Regions from separate parts of the Sus scrofa genome. Here regions 2 and 3 are each linked to region 1. The links are chromatin contacts, called in public HiChIP or PLAC-seq and promoter capture Hi-C maps. All regions are on one chromosome and are shown on one strand. The core of a region is the stretch at or near the end of the contact, and the rest is flanking DNA. Distances in the headings are between cores, read along the strand shown. Region 1 holds the start of SEC24B (protein transport protein Sec24B). Region 2 holds the start of GAR1 (H/ACA ribonucleoprotein complex subunit 1). Region 3 holds the start of CFI (complement factor I).

Region 1 (3,163 bases), core at 187-2,686:
CTTTCTCTTACATTTTATTTCTTTGAAATTATCTACCCAAAATGTTAAAAATTCAAGCAGTTTTTATTAATGGGATATTGCTTTCCAGGACAGGACTGTCTTCTGTGCACAATATAATTTTCTCTAAAGATTCTAAAAATTTACATTTAAAAACATCATTGGTTTTTAAAACCTACGAATTTAGCTTAAGGTATTTTTCACATGCAGGAACTAGTATATTTTAGCTTCTGGTTATGATAATGTAAACTATTGTTTAAGTTGCTTATCCGTGTATAAAATGAAAAGGAAAAATTAACCAGAATTATGGAAATAAGAGTAAAGACAAATTTTAAAAAGTCCAAATCCAGCTACTGAAATCCTGTTTGTAATTCATTTGGTGTATCGAACACAAAGTATCATTAATTCATGGCCACAACTAAAGTGAAGCTTTGCATTTTTCTCGGGCTATAGGGCATTTTATGCTTGGCATAATCATTCAGTAATTAGCCTTGTCACTCCAGAAATATCTTGCTGGAACCCATTCGGAATTTGCTGTTTTTGAACAATTTCATTTCTAATACAGAATGATTGTGGCACACTCGGGATTCCGAACGATGGCAAAATGACTTGAGTGATGAACTCCAGGGCTTGCTTGCCACTTAGCATGCTGGGACAGACCGGAGATTCAAAGATTTCATCAAGGTAGACAAAGCAAGCTGAATTCCTGCTTCGGATGCTACAGCTCCTCTTTTCAATCCTAACAGGATGAGCCAACCCCTTGCAAAAAATCATGAGGCAGATAAAGTTTGCCCTTCAGTTTCTCTTACTCTAGTACCCCCTTTCCCGGTTTAAGTCAGTGATTTTAAGTAAATTCCTCTTCCTTTGCCCGGGATTGTAATTCCCCACGGACGAGAAGCTGGAATGCCTATTTCCTTTGGAATTTAACCTTAAGGGAGAAAAAGGAAATTAAAAAAAAAAAAAAAGAAAAACCCTCAGGATTAAAATAAGTACAAAGCCAAACCCAGGGTTCCTCTTCCGAGGAATGGTGAGTGGGGTCAGTCCAGCCCGGCGTTGCCCGGGGCTCCGGATGTCACCCCGCAGCTCCCAAACCCCTCTCCCGGCACTGCCCCATCCCGGCCCGCAGCGCTCCAGCCTCCACCCCACGTGAAAGTGGGCCCAGAGCCCCTACTATCCGGATCCATCCCTCTCGCCGGGAGGCCTCAGCAGCTCCGCCGGGCCCGGAGGTTGTAGGGCTGGCCGGCAGGCCGCCGCCCCGGGCCCTGCCTCCGGCCTGGGCGCGCCGGGCTCCGCCTGCAGGGGGCGCTGCGGCGCTCGCCGCCCGCGCTTGCGGTGAGCGACCCGGGGTGGGAGTCCCGCGGTTCCCGGCTCGGGGCGGCGGCAGGGCAGGGCAGGGCAGAGCAGGGCAGGACAGGGCAGGGCCGGGCGGAGCGGACCGGGGTCCCGGCACCCGCGGCGGCGAGCTGAGCTCCGGGGTGGAGCGCGGCACTCCCGCCGCGGTCCCGGGTGACTCCCTCGGTGACGCCGCGCGCGTTCCTTCCTCTTCCTCTCCGGCCCCGCCTTCCTTTCCCTCCGCCCACCTCCCCGAAGCAGAGCCGCGGCCGCCGCCAGTAGCGCCGTCATGTCGGCTCCTGCCGGGTCTCCTCATCCGGCCGCCAGCGCCCGGATCCCTCCCAAGCTTGGCGGAGCCGCCGCCCCAGGAGCCGCCGCGCCCGCGGTCCCGGGCTTGGGGCCGCACCAGCAGAACGGTGAGGCGGGCAGCCGGGGCGGAGCGCGGGGCCTAGTGCCGGCCCGGCAGCCTGCGCGGCCCGACCGGGCGGGGCGGTGGCGGGGCTGGTGGGAAGGGGGGCTGTAAGGGTCGGGGGAGGGGGGCTGCAGGGTTCGGGCGTGGGGGGAGGGGCGCCCCGGCGGGGGTTCAGACCTGGGGAATCGGGGCCCTGGGCTGTTACGGTAGTGTGACCCCAGGCACGAAACCGCCCGGATAAGTAGGGGCCCTAGAAAAGGGGGAGCCCAGATACCCTGTGAAATCCGTGTTATGCAGCTTGGGCGCAGGAGAGTTACCCCCAAGCGACCCCTTCTCCGAGAGACCCGGCCTTGCCGAGGCCGCAGAGTGCGTGGTCCGGAGAAGGCTGGTGTAGCCATGGAGCAGGGTGGTTGGTGCCCTTCTTGTCTCGGGAAGACTGCACCGATTCTGAGGCCCAGCGAGCACGCTGCCTGGAAGGGAACTTAACTTAGTGTTCAAGTTTGTAGACAAAGGGTGTTAATGTGCAACGTAAGTGTAACCGTAACCCTGACCTAGTTTGGCCTCAAGATCTGTCCAATGCTGCTGCGGCGGCTGCTCAAATGTTTGGAGTTTGTCGTGTTTGAAGGAGGCAGGTGTCAAACGGATTTAAACGAATACTTTTAGATCTGGCAGGTTCCCCACTCCACCCCACCCCCAGCTGCACTTTCATAAATCCAAAAAACGTGACAGAGTTGGTCCTGTTTGAGGCAGGGCCTTCCCAACGGCAGCAGCCAGTGCAACGGGAAAGCTGCTTTGGTGCTAAGGTCATGGGCTTTTGGTATGCAGGAGTTTCAGCTGAAAAATGATCAGCTCTAGGATATCCATTCCCTAATCTTGAGATTTGGAATGTTCCTGGATGCGGCCGGGGAGGTGGGGAGGGCTCTCTTTATAGACGATAGTGTTTCAGAGGAGAACTGTGGAAAGTAATTGAATAATGACTGCGTTTGTAAGAGAACAGTCTGCAGATACTCTTCAAATGATGGTTGGACTGACCTATTTTATCCAACCTGTTAATGAAAATTGACTGGACTTTGTAAATCAGGTCAGCCAACATCTTTGTTGATGCTTTTCAAGCTTGCAGTTTGTTCTGAGAACCAGAAGTTGCATTTTTTTCAGGACTCAAAGGTGATGTGGCTTAGCCTTAATATCCTTTGAATCAGCCATACTTGTCAGTATCACATGCTTTACTTTCATGATCATTGTTTACTATATGGGTGTTTAATGTGAACAGTATAGTAGCTTTTGTGCTTCTGTTCTGAACATACATGAATATATCATTTGTGAGCAGTTTTGTTCTTGTAAACTTAATATAAATTCTTGTCTTTGTTTGTAAAAAAGCTTTATGTGTGGAGGAACTAAAACATGATAATTTAGGAAGAGATA
Region 2 (3,163 bases), core at 482-2,981, 350 kb after region 1:
TGGAGCTTTTCTAAGAAGTAAGTGATCACCAGTGGCAGAGAAAGAAAAGCAAGGCAATGATGCTGGCCTGATGGGGCAAAGAAATAGTGTATAGCATTGGAGGAAAATAAAATTAATTATATAGAAGCCCTGGTCACAGGAAAGATTTTACCTTAGGCTTGTAGCTAAAGGAAATGGGGAACTATTTGAGGTCCTGAGGGTGGCTATGGAATGAAGAAACTTGTAATAAGTTCAGTATGTCATCACGTGCAGTAGAGATGGGAGGAAGAAAAGTTAAGCCCAGAACCATTTATTTTGAGACAATAAAGATGCTCAGAATGTGAGGATGTTGTAGTTCACTACTATTATTTCTGGACCTGAGTTGTTGTAGATTATATTGGGTGATTTAGGGAAGGAATAACAGTGACAAAAGAAGGCCTGTGATGACTGTACAAAGCTAGAAGGAATCAGTAGAAATTGATAGTTTCAGAAAAAAGAGACTTCAAAGCCAAGGTTGGGTGGAATGATGACAACGATGACAGAGGAGTGCTCAAAGGTTTGAGTCCAAAGATTTGGAAACCAAGAGTATGATGCTACCATGAGGACAAACAGGGAATTGGAATGATGAATAATCTGGAAGAGGAAGGAGTGAGCTTGCAATGGCGGTGCAGAAAAGGGATCAAGAACTGTGAGAATCCATGTTTCTAGTTTGTCCCTCTAACGAGATGAGAAAGTTACCTCATTTACATGCAAAATAAAAGGGCACCGTGTATTCTTGAAGGTCCCATAAAAGTTCAATGGTCTCGTCACACTGAGTTGGAGATAAAAGTGGGACACCGGATGGAGATAAAACACTGAACATATGAATAATTCTACATCTGTATGATGTATAGAATTTAAAGTACATTTATCAAATCTGAATAAAAATTCGTCTACCAAACTAGGTGCTTTCTCAAGAAGCTTATACTTCAGTGTGTAAGACAAACTAATTCTATACTTCCATAGTTAAGTTTACTAAGTTCTTCCACAATGTAAATTACCCTCTGAAAATGGTACTGATCCCATTCTTTCAAAAAAGAGGCTGACTGTTAAATATTAAGGTAAGGTCTCAGACGATTCAATGAAAAGAAACCAACGAAATTTAATAAATAGACGCTAGCTTTCTTTGGTAGAGAAATTCTAGCGGAAGGTCAAGTCAGATTTCAAAGGCTTAAAGATAGAAGGGGAGAGGGACTTGTAGTATAGTGTACCGACTGTGGTCAAAACGTATTTGACAAAGTAAAAAACTCTCTAATACAAAAGATATAAATATGGCCTGGCTATATCAGATAACACAGTTTCTTTTAAAATACACACACACACACGCATTTTTTTCTTCCTTTAGTGAAACCACAGTGAACGACGGGTGCAGCACAGCTCACAGTCTTGCGTACTTCAAAAAATCGGAACAAGCGGCACTAAAGAACGCAGGCAAGTCCTTCCACTGGGTTCCGTCGCAGCCAAATCCACCTCCCAGCAAAGCGCGGCTCAGAGCCCTGGACAGCGTAGTTGCTAGAGTCTCAACCAAGTGAGCAACAAGGGGACCGCAACATAGCCAGAGAAACCAGGACACAAGGACAACTGGCTCCCACTGCAAGCCCGCCTCGCCACTGGGAGAGGGGCGGTGCCTGATGCCAACCATCGCCAAGGGCAACCTCGCGGGGCAGAAGTTCCGGCGAGTAACGTCATGCCGCAAAGGACGCCGCTATTTTACGTCACTTCCTCTGCTCCCATTAGGCAAGTGGACCTTGCTGTCGTAAACTAGCGGTTGACGTTAGATATTACTGATACTCGTCCAGAGCTGAAGGCTGTTTCGGACAGGTGACAGCGTCTCTGGTTCTGTTGGAGACTGGCTGGTTTTGCACACCCGTTTTTCGAATTTCTAGTCAGTTTTCCTGCCCCCCTATTTTGTGCCCGTACGGCGGCCGAAGAGGCTCGTGCGCGGCGGAAGTACCGGGCGGGTGGGTGTGCGCGCCCAGCCCTGAGGTGCACGTGGCGCCGGTGAGTGGCGGGTAGTCCGAGAATGCTGGACCCTGAACCCAGCAGAGGGAGGGAGGGGATGTGGCTGAAGAACTTGCTGCTTGCTGGGGGAGGAGGTACTCACCGGGGGCGACGGGGCTGGTGCGTGGTCTGCTGGCGCTCACAGGGCTACGGGGAGGTGACATCCTTTCGGCTGGTCACGGGCTGCCCAGCCGTGGCTGAGGTGGCGGGTTGCTTATTATTGTTGTTTCTCTATAGCTTCTGACCGAAGCCTAGAGGGGTTAGTTGGTGTACCCAGAGGCCATAGCAACCGAAAAGCATGCACTGTTTTTCTCTCTAGGTAGGAGCAAGCATGTCTTTTCGAGGCGGGGGTCGTGGAGGCTTTAATCGAGGTGGCGGCTTCGGTCGCGGCGGCAGCGGCAACAACCACTTCCGAGGTGGAGGCGGCGGTAATTTCAGAGGCGGCGGCGGCAGAGGAGGATTTGGACGTGGGGGCGGCCGCGGAGGCTTTAACAAAGGCCAAGACCAAGGACCTCCGGAACAAGTCGTGTGTATGTCGGCTTCTGAGTTTGGGCTGCTTGGGAGCGGAGGGGGAGGGGGGGCAGAGTTTGTGGATTTGTGTTATTAGGAAGTTTGACAAGGAGTTGGGTGCTGAAAGATAGATCTAGCAGCTCGCTCTTGTCATACCGAGGCTGCTGCTTGGTTGAGGAGTCAAGTCTATGGCAAGGCTGTAAACTGACTTAAATTGACTTTCCTTCAGAAAGCTGAAGGAAACACAGACCGCATCGTGGAGTTGGAACTTGAGCTTGGGCGGAAAGGGAGACATTTACTTTTTAGGGCAGCACCTGTAGCATATGGAAGTTCCCAGGCCAGGGATCTAATCAAAGCTGCAGCTGCCAGCCTACACTGTGTTGTCTGAGCCATGTCTGCGACCTACACCACAGCTTGTGGCAACTTTGGATCCTTGACCCACTGAGCGAGGCCAGGGATGGAACCCGCATCCTCATGGATACTAGTCAGGATCTAACCCTCTAAGCCACAACGGGAAGTCCTGAAAGGGAGATATTAAGTAGGTAATATTGTGTGCTTACTCTTGCTGTTCTCATTTTATAGATAAGAAATCTGTGATTTAGAATTAAGTTTCTTTGCTAAGGTCATAGTGACA
Region 3 (3,163 bases), core at 252-2,751, 330 kb after region 1:
CACTGGCCCTTTTTAAGGTTGAAAGAACCAACCGTGGCTAGTTGGTATCCTTGATGAGTTGCGCCATCTAAGGGGCTCAGCATTGATCTCTGTTGCTGTCAGATGGACATTTGTTGATGGCAGCAGCTAAATAAACCTTTGGGGTCTGTACTATTGACCTCCCAGATAGCTTCCATCTCTGCTACCACGACCACTTTATTCTTGTGCCCGCGGTGCAAGTACCAGGGTGGCTGATGACTAAGAATGGCTGATATCAATCGGCCGAGTCATCTTGTTGGTTATTTAGTGACTTTTCTCTAGTGGGCATTAACACCTGATACAAAGGTTTTCACATTTCATCCCTACTCCTATATGTTTCTATCCCAGGCCTTCTTGTTCTTAATCTTTGCATATTTTTCATTCTAGGAAAAAAGATGATGAGGCAATTCCTATTGCCTGTGATTCCATATAGAGTCTAAGCTCAGGCCACTTATTTTTCCACACACAGTGGATGGCCAGGTGTACTGCCTGAAGCTCTGCCTACTGGGAGGACTTTTCTTCGCCATTGACTTCGCCAGAGCGATTCCTAACTGTGGCTGTAATGCAGCTGCTATTTGGGGGCTGCACCTACACACTGAACCAACCAATCTGTGAACCAAACCCAAACTTTTCCCTCCTCCCTTCAGCTGGTCATAGGGTTTCCCCTAGAGCCAGAGGTGTGAGTTGAGGAAGCGACAGGGGTGCAACAGTTTGGCTTCGGGGGAAAGGAGGAAATCTGGGTCACCTGCTCATGTACTTTGCTTGTGCCCTTTGCTCCTGCTTGTATTTGGTTCCAGGTGTAACACTTTCATCTTAGATTTTTGCCGGGCCTGCTCAATCTTGTGCTTCATGGGTCTGCTAGGATTCCAGCTCATAGTGGACATTTCTGCCACATGATGACATAGTGTCAAGTTCAATTATTCCACATTTGCCAGGGTCCAGTAGTGCAGAAGTCGTTTCTCAAAAAGAATATAAAATTCTCTGCTGCAGATGGCATGGCCTCATTCCAGAACTCCAGGGTCCTATATTACAGTTCTCCCACTGGGTCTTCCTCAGCACTGCAATGTTTTTTCTCACCATGGATACTTCCAATACCATAGGCCTCTGGATTAGTGCAGAACTCTTTCCTGCCCTGGTAGCCAGAGCAGTATTCTTCAGTGTGAAATATTTGCTCCCAAATCAAACATTCCCCAAAGGGAGTATTCCCAGAAAGGATAAGTTTTGTGCTTCCTTCTTTGTGAAATGAAGTACAAGACAAAATAATTTGTCCTTTACTCTAGAGAAGATGTCCTGGAAAGTTTCTGAGCACTGTTTTCCTAAAATTTTACTGATGTGCTAGGATTTATTGCCTGCCATGAGGAGCATGAGTGTCTTATCAAGGCATTTGGCCTGCTAGTCACCTTTTGCTTATCTGCTCTGATTAAGATAATGCCATCAATGTAAAAAAAAAAAAAAAAGATGCAATGTTTTACAGGAAGTCCAGATAATACTCAGAGCTCTTCAGACTTTATGGCAGAAGTTGTGAGATAAGTCCTATGAAAAAAACAATAAATGTATACTGTTGTTCAACCCATTTTCTAATATTCTTTTGTTTAAAATGCTTATAGTGATTTCAGTTTTCCTGACCAAACTTGTATTGCTATACTCTATAATATACTAAAAGTAGAATCAAGTTTCTTATCTCTAAGAGAAATTTGATTGAAATAAATATTTCCTTTTCTTTGTTAGGGCTGTGCCTGCAGCATATGGAAGTTCCCAGGCTAGTGGTCAAGTTGGAGATGCAACTGCCAGCTTATGCCACAGCCACAGCAACTCGGGATCCAAGATGCATCTGCAACCTATGCACAGGCTGCGGCAGTGCCAGATCCTTAACCCACTGAGCGAGGCCAGGGATTGAACCCGCATCCTCATGGATACTAGTTGGGTTCGTAACCTGATAAGCCACAATGGGAGCTCCTGAAACAGATATTAAACTTTAGGTAGGGGTTGGAATTTCTAAGCTTAGAAAGAACAGAAGAAAACAAAAGACAGTTATATATCCAAATTATATTAAACATTTTATAACCAAAAAAAGCACTGAAAAAACTGAACTAAGCATACAACTCAGGATACTATTTTAAAAAATAATCAAAATAATAAAAATGATAGAAAAGAGATAATAAAGATAAATAATTGTAAATACATCAGAAAGTAAAAAAGTAGTAGTCTTGATAAATAAAACAATGAGTCATTTACAGAAATCATTTTTAAAAAGAGAGTAAAACAATTTTAAAGAAAAACTATTAAAGTGGACATTTTTAGGGGGCTGGCAACATTATCTTTCATAATATGCTCCCACTTTTCTGTGTGGAATTCTTTTTCTTCTGTTATGAGTTGTTTTGGTGGGACAGTAATTCCAGGCACCTGCTTTCCAAATGGAAGTTGAGAAATCCATATCCAGCCTCCTTCCATGCCCTTTTATAGCCCAGGGTCTAAATCAAAGAGTCTCTCTCTGGTCTTTGAATCTTAAGTGATAAAAGAACAAAAGAAACAGTTGTGAATGGTTTATTGCAGCAGCAGCACATAGGTCAGATTGTTTTGGCTATGAGATAAGCTTCCTTTGATTTCTTTTGGCCTTGATAAGTGTTATTAGTTCTTAAGCTAGTTGCTTAGCCACCTGTCAGTATTACGAGCATCCTATTATCTTCCAAATGAATTTTTTTTTACTAAAGTTAGCCAGAGGTGGGTTGGTGGCTTGTCACTTAGACCCCTTAAGTGATAAAATCATTTGCAATTTATCAATAATCTGAAGATATGGAAGAAAATTTCAAGGAAAATAAAATTTAGAATTGATTCAGAAAGAGAGAAAATTCAAATAAATTAATAGCTAAGAAGAAATGGAAAAGCTAAAAATTTTAAACCTCTAAAATATTTAAGTTTTACCAACTTCTTTGAGAGCATTCTTCTGTTAAACTTTCCAGAACACACAAAAAAAGATAAATGCTTTCCAACTTATTAGCAATACTCTGATATACTTAAGCAAAACTGGATAAGCCTCTGAATAAACCCATAAGCTAAACTTAATTATTAATAAACATGGAATAATCTCAAATAAAATATTAGCAAGCCATATACAAGTCACAATACAGTAAAAGAATACACAGTA

What was found. Promoter capture Hi-C pulls out the DNA fragments that hold promoters and counts their contacts. HiChIP or PLAC-seq counts read pairs in DNA pulled down with a chosen protein or histone mark.
Region 2: a contact with region 1 is called in an H3K27ac HiChIP or PLAC-seq map of alveolar macrophages. The contact joins the promoter of GAR1 here to the promoter of SEC24B in region 1. A contact is called at or near these places in 3 of 5 promoter capture datasets (fetal liver, fetal skeletal muscle and liver), 32 of 47 Hi-C or Micro-C datasets (adipocytes, adipose tissue, alveolar macrophages and 19 more) and 2 of 2 datasets of contacts at active chromatin or transcription factors (alveolar macrophages and skeletal muscle).
Region 3: a contact with region 1 is called in a promoter capture Hi-C map of liver, with 4 times the contacts expected there. The contact joins the promoter of CFI here to the promoter of SEC24B in region 1. A contact is called at or near these places in 2 of 5 promoter capture datasets (fetal liver and liver) and 1 of 47 Hi-C or Micro-C datasets (liver).

What each region holds. Positions count from the first base shown.
Region 1 is chr8:112,761,143-112,764,305 of Sscrofa11.1, reverse strand. It overlaps SEC24B (protein transport protein Sec24B), which reads left to right and starts at 1,436. Exons shown (of 23, transcript XM_021101681.1): 1 at 1,436-1,745. The coding sequence starts at 1,619.
Region 2 is chr8:112,412,845-112,416,007 of Sscrofa11.1, reverse strand. GAR1 (H/ACA ribonucleoprotein complex subunit 1) reads left to right here and starts at 1,731. Exons shown (of 7, transcript XM_003129252.3): 1 at 1,731-2,019; 2 at 2,339-2,549. The coding sequence starts at 2,351. LOC102157627 reads right to left here and starts at 1,693. Exons shown (of 2, transcript XR_001304070.2): 1 at 1,413-1,693.
Region 3 is chr8:112,429,162-112,432,324 of Sscrofa11.1, reverse strand. It overlaps CFI (complement factor I), which reads right to left and starts at 1,501. Exons shown (of 13, transcript XM_013989347.2): 1 at 1-1,501. LOC102157627 reads right to left here. Exons shown (of 2, transcript XR_001304070.2): 2 at 1,871-2,522.